Linked DNA regions of Oryctolagus cuniculus: region 2 is linked to region 1. Evidence: chromatin contacts called from public Micro-C data. All regions are on one chromosome and are shown on one strand. The core of a region is the stretch at or near the end of the contact, and the rest is flanking DNA. Distances in the headings are between cores, read along the strand shown. Region 1 holds the start of CHEK2 (checkpoint kinase 2). Region 2 has its middle 41 kb from the start of XBP1.

Region 1 (5,071 bases), core at 1,024-3,523:
TAGCATCTCCTGTTCAGTGCCAGCTGAAGTCCCAGCTGTTCCGCTCCTAATCCAGCTTCTTGCTGAAGAGCCTGGGAAGCCAGTGAAGATGGCTCAAGTGCTTGGGCCATTGCATCCCAAGAAGAGCCTCAGGTGGAGCTCCAGGCTCCTGGCTTCACACTGGCCCAGCTCTGGCTGTTGAGGGCTTTTGAGGAGTGAACTAGGGGTGGAAGATCTCTCTATCTGTCTCTCCTTTCTTCCCCCCTTGGTCACTCTGCCTTTCAAATAAACGTTTTTTAAAAAAACATGCATGTGAAATTTAATTATATTGATTGTATTAGTCCGTTTTAAGTTTCATTCCTAACTTTCAAGGGATTGGGCCAGGCCAAAGCCAGGAACCTGGAACTTCATCCCGATTATCCAAAAGAGTGGCAGAGGCTCAACTTAGTTGAGCCATCCCAGGCACATTAGCGGGGAGCTGGATGAGAAACAGTGCAGCCAGGACTTGAACCTGTGTTTCTCTCTGAGATGCCAGTGTCACAGGCAGCAACTTATCCCACCACACCATAACACTGGCCCCTCACATACATTTTTGAAAGGGAAAGATGAGGCATGGTCAGGTGGCTTGGGATAAAAGACAGGCAAAACAAACTTCACCACTTGGAAGGGGCCCTTTCACCAAAACCTTTCTCCCCCAGGCTTGCTCCTGGAGGGCAGGGATCCACGTCCCTGAGAGCTATCTAAATGCCAGGCTGCTTAAGGAGGCCAGACAACTCAGCGTAGCCCTTTGTGATGCTAAGTAACTTACAGCATCCTAAAGAGCCTTCCACTTAAAAGGCTCCCGCCCTTGCCTTAGAATTAACTTGAGGGGCAGTTAGTCAGTTACTTTCAACGCTGACCTAAGTAGATTTTAAGGCACAGTCTCTTTCCCAAGCATGAGGCCCACTACTTACTACAGGTTAGCAAACAACATCACTCTCACTGACTGTATTTGCACAGCTTTCAAGATTACCAAAGTCCAGGGGCTGGCGCCGTGGCTCACTTGGTAAATCCTCTGCCTGCGGCACCAGCATCCCATATGGGCGTCGGGTTCTAGTCCTAGTTGCTCCTCTTCCAGTCTAGCTCTCTGCTGTGGCCCGGGAGGGCAGTGGAGGATGGCCCAAGTGCTTGGGCCCTGCACCCGCATGGGAGACCAGGAGGAAGCACCTGGCTCCTGGCTTTGGATCAGCATAGCTCTGGCCATAGGCACCATTTAGGGGGTGAACCAACGGAAGGAAGACCTTTCTCTCTGTCTCTCTCACTAACTCTGTCAAATTAAAAAAAAAAAAAAATTACCAAAGTCCTATTGTGTGATCCTTAAAACACACCTGACCTGCTGATCTAAAACGGTCAGCCAGGCTGGGTCCCCGACTCCCCCACCCCAACGAGCGGGGAGAGTGTGCCAAGAGGTAGCTTTAAGAGGCTAGAGGCCAGCAGGCCTGAGCTCAGGCACTGGAGTCGAACTTCTGCACGATCTTATGCCTCGGCCTCTCTGGACCCACTTCCTCATCTGGAAAAAAAGCACCCAGACCAGAGCTCTCAACGCGCCAGTGCGTGTAATGCTCCTCCTAGGGTAATGGTTGCTAACTGGGAGCAGAGGAGTGAGTGAGGGGACAAAGTGGCAGCAGGAAAGCTCCAGGGCTGTGAGCAGAAGTCCAGTCCCAGACAATCTGAGAGGCTTACAAGGGCCACACAAACGCGTGGTCACGGCACCCCAGTATGTCCGTGTGGCCATTCGCAGGGACTTGCTCCAGCCCGGTCAGTGTGTGTCCAGGTCCTGCGGTGCCCAGCAGCCAAGCCTGGGTTCGCCATCAATAGCTTAGAGATCGCCTCTAAAGAACTGTTCATAATTGCTATCGGTCACGGACCTCTTTACAAAGCAGCGCTGCTGTGACAGTGACGAGCACAACTCTGTTCCCTGCGGTCCTGGCCTATTTAAATGTATAAATAACGAGGAGGGAAGTGAAGTTAAACATTATCTAAGGAAGAAAGCCGCCCACGCAGTCCGCCGCCGGCTCAGAAGTCCAGACGAAGCGGAAGCTTGAGAGACTCTGCTCGCCAAAGACCCTGGAGAACGAGATTCGATCCCCCAAACACCCAAGAAGAGCTCCCCCACTATGACTCACCGCGTGAGCCCACTTGCAGCCGCACACTCTCCACAGGCGCAGCCAGCAGAGTGGCGCTAAACCTGAAGATACAAACTCCGCCCTCAGCCAATCAAAACGCTCTCCGCCGCCGCCAGACCAATGAGGAGCGGCGGATGTGACCGCCACGCGTAGGCTCAATGCTTGCCGGGAGTTGTAGTTTAAGAGGCAGAGCGGAACACAGTCTCTGGGGCTCACTGCAGTGATCCCGCCCCCGCAGCTCCTCAGCCAATCGGCAGCTTCAGGCTCGTCGACAGTGTTCTCCGCTTATTCCCCACCGGTGGGGAGACCGGCCGCGGGCCAGATGTGGAGCGGGAGGTCCCGGGCCTTGCTCCGGGTGTGGGAGTTGTGGCCGGCAGGGGTTCCCGGAAGGAGACTGTTAAGCTGCAATGCTGCGTCGCAGGCGAGAAGTAATTCGCCCGGATGTTGGAACTGCGGTGTACCGGGGGCCCCTGGGCTGGGGGACGGGTTCTTCTGCCCGCAGTGCCGCGCGCTGCAGCCACCTGACCGAGCTCGAGACTACTTCAGCCTCATGGATTGGTACGGGAGGCGGTTTTGGGAAATGCATGGCGGAGAGAGGCGCCAGGGGCTGGCCTGCGAGCGTGGAGGGCGGGCCAGGCGTGGGAAGGACAGGACGGGACCGGGAAGACCGGTGGGCGGAGCCCGGAAAGTGGGGTTTGTGGGGTGTCCTGAGAGAGAGGAAGGGGCGTTGAGGGGTGGAGCCGGAGTGGGCAGGGGGCTGGATGGGCGGGGACGGGGAGGCGACGGGGTGGGGGGAGACCCTGGGGCGGCCCCTGCGGGAGAGGGAAGCGGGCGAGGGGCGGATCTTGGGGGCGGGGAGACCTGAGGGGAAGCTGGGGTGGGACGTGTAGGTGAGGAGTGGGCGGAGAACTTCACATCGTGGGCAAGGCCTAGGGGGAACGTGGATCTTGGAAGAAGAGGGTTTTCCGCCCTGGGGGTGGGGAGATGTGGGCACAGCTGAGCTGGTGAGGAAATAGGGCCGGCTCTGGGAGTAGAAAGCCGAAGGGATTTGGATTAAAAAGGAGCCAGGGACGAAGGTCCCCGGGCTTTAGAAGAACAGGGTGGGGTTTGGGGATGCCTGGTCACCCTCCTCTGGGATCTACCGCCACCGGTCACTGAGTGCTTAGGATGGGCCGTAGCAGCACTGCCCTCGAAGTTCCTCGGCCTGCGACTATACTTGCCCGCCCGGGTCTTTGCGCTTGGGTGTCGCTCCCCTGATCTCGGATTACTCATCATCATCCTCATCATCATCATCGTGTTCAGGTTGAGGCTCAGCTCAGAGGGCCCTGGCGTCTACCACCCTTGCTGACCCCCTGTTCTTTTCCCTTTTAGCACTTAGCTTTTTTTTTTTTTTTTTTTTTTTTTTTGACAGGCAGAGTGGACAGTGAGAGAGAGAGACAGAGAGAAAGGTCTTCCTTTGCCGTTGGTTCACCCTCCAATGGCCGCCACGGCCGGCGCAGCGCACTGATCCAAAGCCGGGAGCCAGGTGCTTCTCCTGGTCTCCTATGGGGTGCAGGGCCCAAGCACTTGGGCCATCCTCCACTGCACTCCCGGGCCACAGCAGAGAGCTGGCCTGGAAGAGGGGCAACCCGGACAGAATCCGGCGCCCCAACCGGGACTAGAACCCGGTGTGCCGGCGCCGCAAGGTGGAGGATTAGCCTAGTGAGCCTCGGCGCCGGCTGAGCACTTAGCTATTTTTAAAGTGATCTCCATCTCTGCGCTTCTTGCATTTTCCCCCAAGAGCAGGAACCAGGCCAACAGGAGAGAAATCTATCATTTTGTGTTGTGTGGATTTCATCTCCAATTTCCTTCCAGCAACCGTTCCTTCAGAGTTGATACCACGAAGCTCCAGCGCAGGTACCAGGAGCTGCAGCGACTTGTCCACCCAGATTTCTTCAGCCAGAGGTCTCAGGTAGCTCATTGGACATCTCCAGTGATCCCCAAACAAGTGTGCACACAGGATGGGTGGCAGTGACCTGTGGTTATTCAGTTTACAGGGATAGAGCTGAACAAACAGTTCCACTCTGTGGCAGCTTGACCCAGCCAGCTAAGCCCCTGGAGCTGTCACTCAGAACTTTTTTTCTGACTTCCCAACCAACTTAGAACCCATCAGTGGAAAATAAAGATACCTGATCTGACCCCCCCTCCAATGGCCGCTGCGGCCGGCGCACCGCACTGATCCGAAGGCAGGAGCCAGGTGCTTCTCCTGGTCTCCCATGGGGTGCAGGGCCCAAGCACTTGGGCCATCCTCCACTGCACTCCCGGGCCACAGCAGAGAGCTGGCCTGGAAGAGGGGCAACCGGGACAGAATCCGGCGCCCCGACCGGTACAAGAACCCAGTGTGCCGGCGCCACAGGCGGAGGATTAGCCTAGTGAGCCGCGGCACCAGCCACCTGATCTGACCCCAATTATTTTTTTTAACATTTAGTTAATATTCCTTTTTTCTCTCTCTCTTTTTAAGGATGTATTTATTTATTTATTTCACAGACAAAGTTATAGAGAGAGGAAGAGACAGAGATAGCTTCCCTCTGCAGATTCACTCCCTAAATGGTTATAACGGCCAGGGCTTTGCCGGCCAAATCCAAGAGCGAGGATCTTCTTCCGGGTCTCCCACATGGGCGCAGGGACCCAAACATTTGGGCCATCCTCCACTGCTTTGTCCAGGCACATTAGCAGGGACCTGGATCAGAAATGGATCAGGGGCTGGCACGGTGGCATAACATGCTGATGGCCAGGCACCTAAGTAAACAAAAAACTGGAACTGCTTTTGGGGGCTGACATGTGGCGTAGGGGGTTACGGTGCTGCCTGCCATGACAGCATCCCATGTAGGTGCCAGTTCAAGTCCTGGCTGGTCCATTTCTTTTCTTTTTCTTTCTTTCAAGATTTA
Region 2 (5,071 bases), core at 1,680-4,179, 100 kb after region 1:
ACTCTGACTTTAAAATAAATAAATAAATAAATAAATCTTTTTTTTAAAGAATATTTGCTAAGGGAGTGTACTTAACTCTTCCTTGCCATGTCTTCTCACAAGGCTTTTAGAATCAAGAGATTCCTGGACAAAAAAAAAAAAAAAAAAAAAAAAACAGACGTAAGGGTCTGGTGTTGTGGCATAGCAAATAAAGCCACCGCCTGTGACACCAGCATCCCATATGGGTGCCAGGTTTGTGTCTCAACTGCTCCATTTCCAATCCAGCTCCCTGCTAATGCACCTGGGAAAGCAGTGGAAGATGGCGCAAGTGCTTGGGTCCCTGCACCCACATGGGAGACCTGGAGGAAGCGCTGGATCCTAGCTTCAGCATGGTCCATCCCTGGTTGTTACAGCCATCTGGGAGGTAAACCAGTGGATGGAAGCATTCTCTCTCACTCTTTGTCTCTCCCTGTCTCTCTGTAAATCTGCCTTTCAAATAAATAAATAAATCTTTAAAAAAAATAAGAGCAAAGTTGCCCCACTCACTAATGGGTTCAGATGAAATCCAGTAATAAAACCAGGTAAAACTCCTCCAGCAGACATTGGAGAAGAACCAAGCTGTCTCTGTCTCTATAAGGTATTGTCCTGAGACAGCACGCGTATTTATGCTGTACCAAGGTCACTGTCTTAACCATATCAAGCTGAAGATATCACCATTGTCTGAGCAGCTGGACATATTTAACTGGGGGTGTGAGTACTGCATTGGTTCGTGTGAAGTGTTTTAAGGAAAAAAGAACGTTTGCTAAGGAGCAGTCATCTATTACCACTCAAAAGAATATGACCTCAGATTATATGGTGGGCTATAAATGTAAATATGTGACGTTAAGCTTTTTGAGAAATATTTCACATGTGCTTCTCTCTCTCTCTCTCTCTCTCTCTCTCTCTCTCTCTCTCTCTCTCTCTCATTTTTCTCCTGTTAGGCCCCTGGGAACCAAGAGGCCAAAGTTAGTGATGGCGCCTCAAAGAGCTGCAGGGCCATCTAGTGGCCAGTTGTCCTCACTGCACATACAGAAGATTCTATACAACAGTTGCCCAAAAATGGTTCACCTGGCACCCAGGATTTCCCCCACGAGGAATAACTTTTGGCTTTTTTTGAAATAGTTGAAACTCACAGCCTCTGGACTTTAAAGATCATCTCACTATAAATCTGAAGATTGAGTGTACAGCCACTCAACAGGGATTCCTCACGGGCACGCCATGTACACTCCCTGACCCTTGCTTTCTTCCTCATAGTGGAGTTGATTACACTGGACAGGATTGTTATGAAAATGAGGAAACGTGTACATGCCATGCGTTGGCCAGTGATCCTGATGTGGAAGCTTCTAGAAATATGGTGTAGTCCAGGCCAGGGACAGGAACTCACCCACATAGGCTAAAGTAAAATGTTCACTATAATGAGCCTGAAAAACATCTCAGAAAACCTTTGGGTCTTCTCAGTGCTGTTTTTGTTTGATAGTTTAGGGCATTTGCTGTGCAGAGATTATGCACATTGCTTCTAGATTGACTTCCGAGTATTTTCACTGAAATATGTATTTACTTACTTATTTGAGAGAGAGAGAACACTCCCAAGTACTGGTTCAATCTCCAAATGCCTGCAAAGCCTGAGTCTGGGCTGGGCCAAAGCTAGGAGCCAGGAACTCAACCTAGGACCTCCACATGGTCAGGAGCCTAGGAAGGAATCACCACTGCCTCCCAGGGTCTGCATTAGCAGGAAGCTGGAGTCAGGAACCGGAACTCGGAATCAAGCCCAGGTACTCCGAAATGGGAGTACCAGCATATTAACCACCAGGCCAAATGCTCACCCCTAGATATTTTTATTTTAATGCTCTATACAGGGTAATGTTTTATGATTTATTTTATAATTGGTGCTTGTATGTAAAAGTACATTTAAAAAAAAAGATTTTATTTATCTATTTGAGAAGTAGAGCTACAGATAGAGAGAGACAGAAACAGAGGGAAAGAACTTCTGTCTGCTGGTTCACTCCCCAGATGGCCACAATGGCCAGAGCTGGGACGATCCGAAGCCAGGACTGCTTTTCCCAGGTCTCCCATGCAGGTGCAGGGGTCCAAACACCTGGCCCATCTTCTACTGCTTTCCTGGGCCATAGCAGAGAGCTGGATCAGAAGAGGAGCAGCTGGAACTAGAACTGGCACCCATATGGGATGCCGGCACTGCAGGCAGAGGATTAACCTACTGCACCACAGCGCGAGTCCCTAAAGTACGTTTTTTATATTGACCCTATTGAAGGTACTTTAATAAGTTCATGGAAAATGAATGTTATGAAAAATCATGCATGTATTTTAAAAAATACACCAAGATAAACTTAACCTGTTCATTCTATTTGCTATGAACTTTTTGAAGTACCCTGGTATCCAGCAAAGTTTCTAAATTAATTTATTTAATAGTTTATTTTTTAGGTTCATGTGGACTGTCTGTATGCACAATCACTTCCTCATTATATAATGGCAGTATTTCTTTTTGTCCAAACCCAATGCCTTTATTATTGCCTCATTGCATGGCCTAGCGTCCCCAGGATAATGATGAAGAGAACTCTTGTTCCCCATCCCAGAATAGCATCCAGATTTTCCATGAAGCGTGCTGGCTGCTGTTTCCGGGGTGGACACTGTCGTCTGCACGGTGATGCCATTGTCTCTCTGGGGTGAACACTGTTGGTGCCTTTCCCAGCCCTCCTTCTCACAGTGCCTCCGCTCCCCCAGAAGCTCTGGGAGTTGGCCGCTGAAAGCTCACGGCTACCTCCTTCTTTGGAGGAGTCTCTGCTTAGGGGAGCGGCTTGGCCAGGAGATGCCTGCGAGGTTACACAAACAGTCAGGGTGGCCCGCAGCCAGTGGCTGACTAATGGGGTGGGGACCGGCTCCCAGTTCTCAAGGCGGGACAGACTCTGCAATGTTTATAGCGCTCGCTGTGGGAGCCGACTGCGGTAGGACCTGTCCCGAAAAACCCTTATTTGCTTGCCTTTCCCCCATCCCGCTTCCTCACTTCCTCAAGGTTCCTCCCTGGGGGTTTCCCTCAGTAAACCGGGAGATCCGGGATCCCTACCTCCGGCTCTGAGGAATCTGCTGTGGGTTGGATGGAGTTTATCCCCCAAAGATCCACGAGCTGCCAGCTCGGTGCATGCTGGGCGGTGATGCCTAGTGGGGGAGGGACCTCTGAGGGTCGAGACCAGAGCAGCTCTCACGGGACTCCTGTTAGTTCTCCTGAGAATGGATTGTTGCAAGGTGAGGTCGCTCCCACGTGCCTGGCCCCTTCTACACCAAGCGGCTTCTGTGTTTGCTCCTCTACTCTGTCGGGACGTAGCCAAAGGAACCCTCGCCAGAGGCCAACCAATGGGGTTGTCAAATTCTGGACTTTCATCCCCAACACTGTGAGCTCAGTAAGGCCCTTTCCTTTATAAAGGATTCAGCCTTGCGCTTTGTTACAGCCTCATGAAACGGACGAGGACGACCTCCAAGAAGGAGCTCCCTCTGTCGGGACTGCCTGAGCCATCTGCAGGAGGGGGAGGGGGACGGTCACAGGTGGGCAGCCACAGAGGAGACGGAGGTGATGGCGTGGTCAGAGTGGGGGCTGCCAAGGAGAGACCTCAGGAAATCAGTAGGAGGGCAGGTGCTTGGGGCAGCAGCTAAGACACCACTCGGAATGCCTGCACCCCATATCAGGCTGTCTGGGTTCAAGTCTTGCTTCACTTCCAATTCCAGCTCCCTGCTAATATGCACTCTGGGATGCAGTAGGTGATAACTCAAGTATCTGGTTCCCTGCCCTGGTCATGACGTGAGGGGTCTGGATTGAGTTCCTGGCTCCTGGCTTCAGCCTGGCCCAGTGGTGGCTTTTGCTGGCTTTTGTGGGGAATGGATAAGTCTCTGTCTCTGCCTCAGTTTCAGTCTCTCTCTCCTCTGTGCGCGCGTGTGTATGTGTGTCTGTTTTTCAAATAGAATGAAAATAAACATTTCTTTAAAGTTGGGCACTCAATCCAGATCTCCCACAAGGGCGGCAAGAACCCAGTCACGTGAGCCATCACCTGCGGCCTCCCAGGGTCTACACAACCGGAAGCTGGGGCGAGGAGCCAGAGTGAGGAATCCGATCCAGGTACTCTAACATAGGATGCACACATTTCAACTGGCATCCTAATTGCTAAACTAAACACCTGCCCCACCTCTCATATTTTTCAATTGAATTGAAATTCTCTAGGAAGCCAGCGCTGTGGCACAGCAGGTTAACACCCTGGCCTGAAGCGCCAGCATCCCATATGGGCGCCGGTTCAAGACCCGGCTGCTCCACTTCCGATCCAGCTCTCTGCTGTGGCCTGGGAAAGCAATAGAAGGTGGCCCGAGGCCTTGAATCCCTGCACCCATGTGGGAGACCTGGAAGAAGCTCTTGGCTCTTGGCTTTGGATCGGCATAGCTCCAGCAGTTGCGGCCAATTGGGAATGAACCACCAGATGGAAGACTTCTCTGCCTCTCCTCTCTCTCTGCGTAACTCTGACTTTCAAATAAATTAATTAATTTAAAAAAAAAGAAGAAGAAATTCTCGGTTACAGTAAAAGGAAGCCACAGAGCGCTCTTTGGGCGGATTTCTCTGGAGGTTCCTTGTGCCTTTGTGCCTGCTCTCATTCACCTGAGCTGTCAGCTAAAGCTCTCTGCTTCTCATGGACTCCCCTTTCAGACTGATTCACCTTCCAGAAATGAGGGTGAGGTCTTCTGGCCAGTGAAAGTGCAGACAACTTCCTCACAGCACTCTATACATGTTTGTTGCGATCACTGATCAAAGTACTTTTTAAAAAAAGTGAACTTGGGGCCGGCACCAAGGTGCAGTAGGTTAATCCTCCGCCTGCAGCGCCGGCATCCCATATGGGCACTAGTTCTAGTCCTAGTTGCTCCTCTTTCCATCCAGCTCTCTGCTGTGGCCTGGGAAAGCAGTAGAAGATGGCCCAAGTCCTTGGGCCCCTGCACCTGTATGGGAGACCAGGAAGACACTCCTGGCTCCTGGCTTTGGATCAGTGTAGCTCTGGCCATTGCA

Evidence for each region. A called contact is a pair of places that touch in the nucleus more often than the background predicts.
Region 2: a Micro-C map of ear pinna shows a contact between it and region 1, with 4 times the contacts expected there. The contact joins the enhancer-like site here to the promoter of CHEK2 in region 1. A contact is called at or near these places in 2 of 6 Hi-C or Micro-C datasets (ear pinna and an unstated tissue).

Annotation. Positions count from the first base shown.
Region 1 is chr21:22,177,014-22,182,084 of mOryCun1.1, forward strand. CHEK2 (checkpoint kinase 2) reads right to left here and starts at 2,274. Exons shown (of 16, transcript XR_007911928.2): 1 at 2,145-2,274. HSCB (HscB mitochondrial iron-sulfur cluster cochaperone) reads left to right here and starts at 2,467. Exons shown (of 7, transcript XR_519822.4): 1 at 2,467-2,702; 2 at 3,999-4,095.
Region 2 is chr21:22,279,187-22,284,257 of mOryCun1.1, forward strand. No RefSeq gene overlaps it. Among named protein-coding and RNA genes, the nearest start is that of XBP1, 41 kb to the left of the region's middle. Within about 2 kb of position 2,930, at least 4 of the 8 cell types and tissues checked have an H3K27ac peak or open chromatin away from gene starts, as enhancers often do. A contact at or near this core is called in ear pinna, where this site is marked.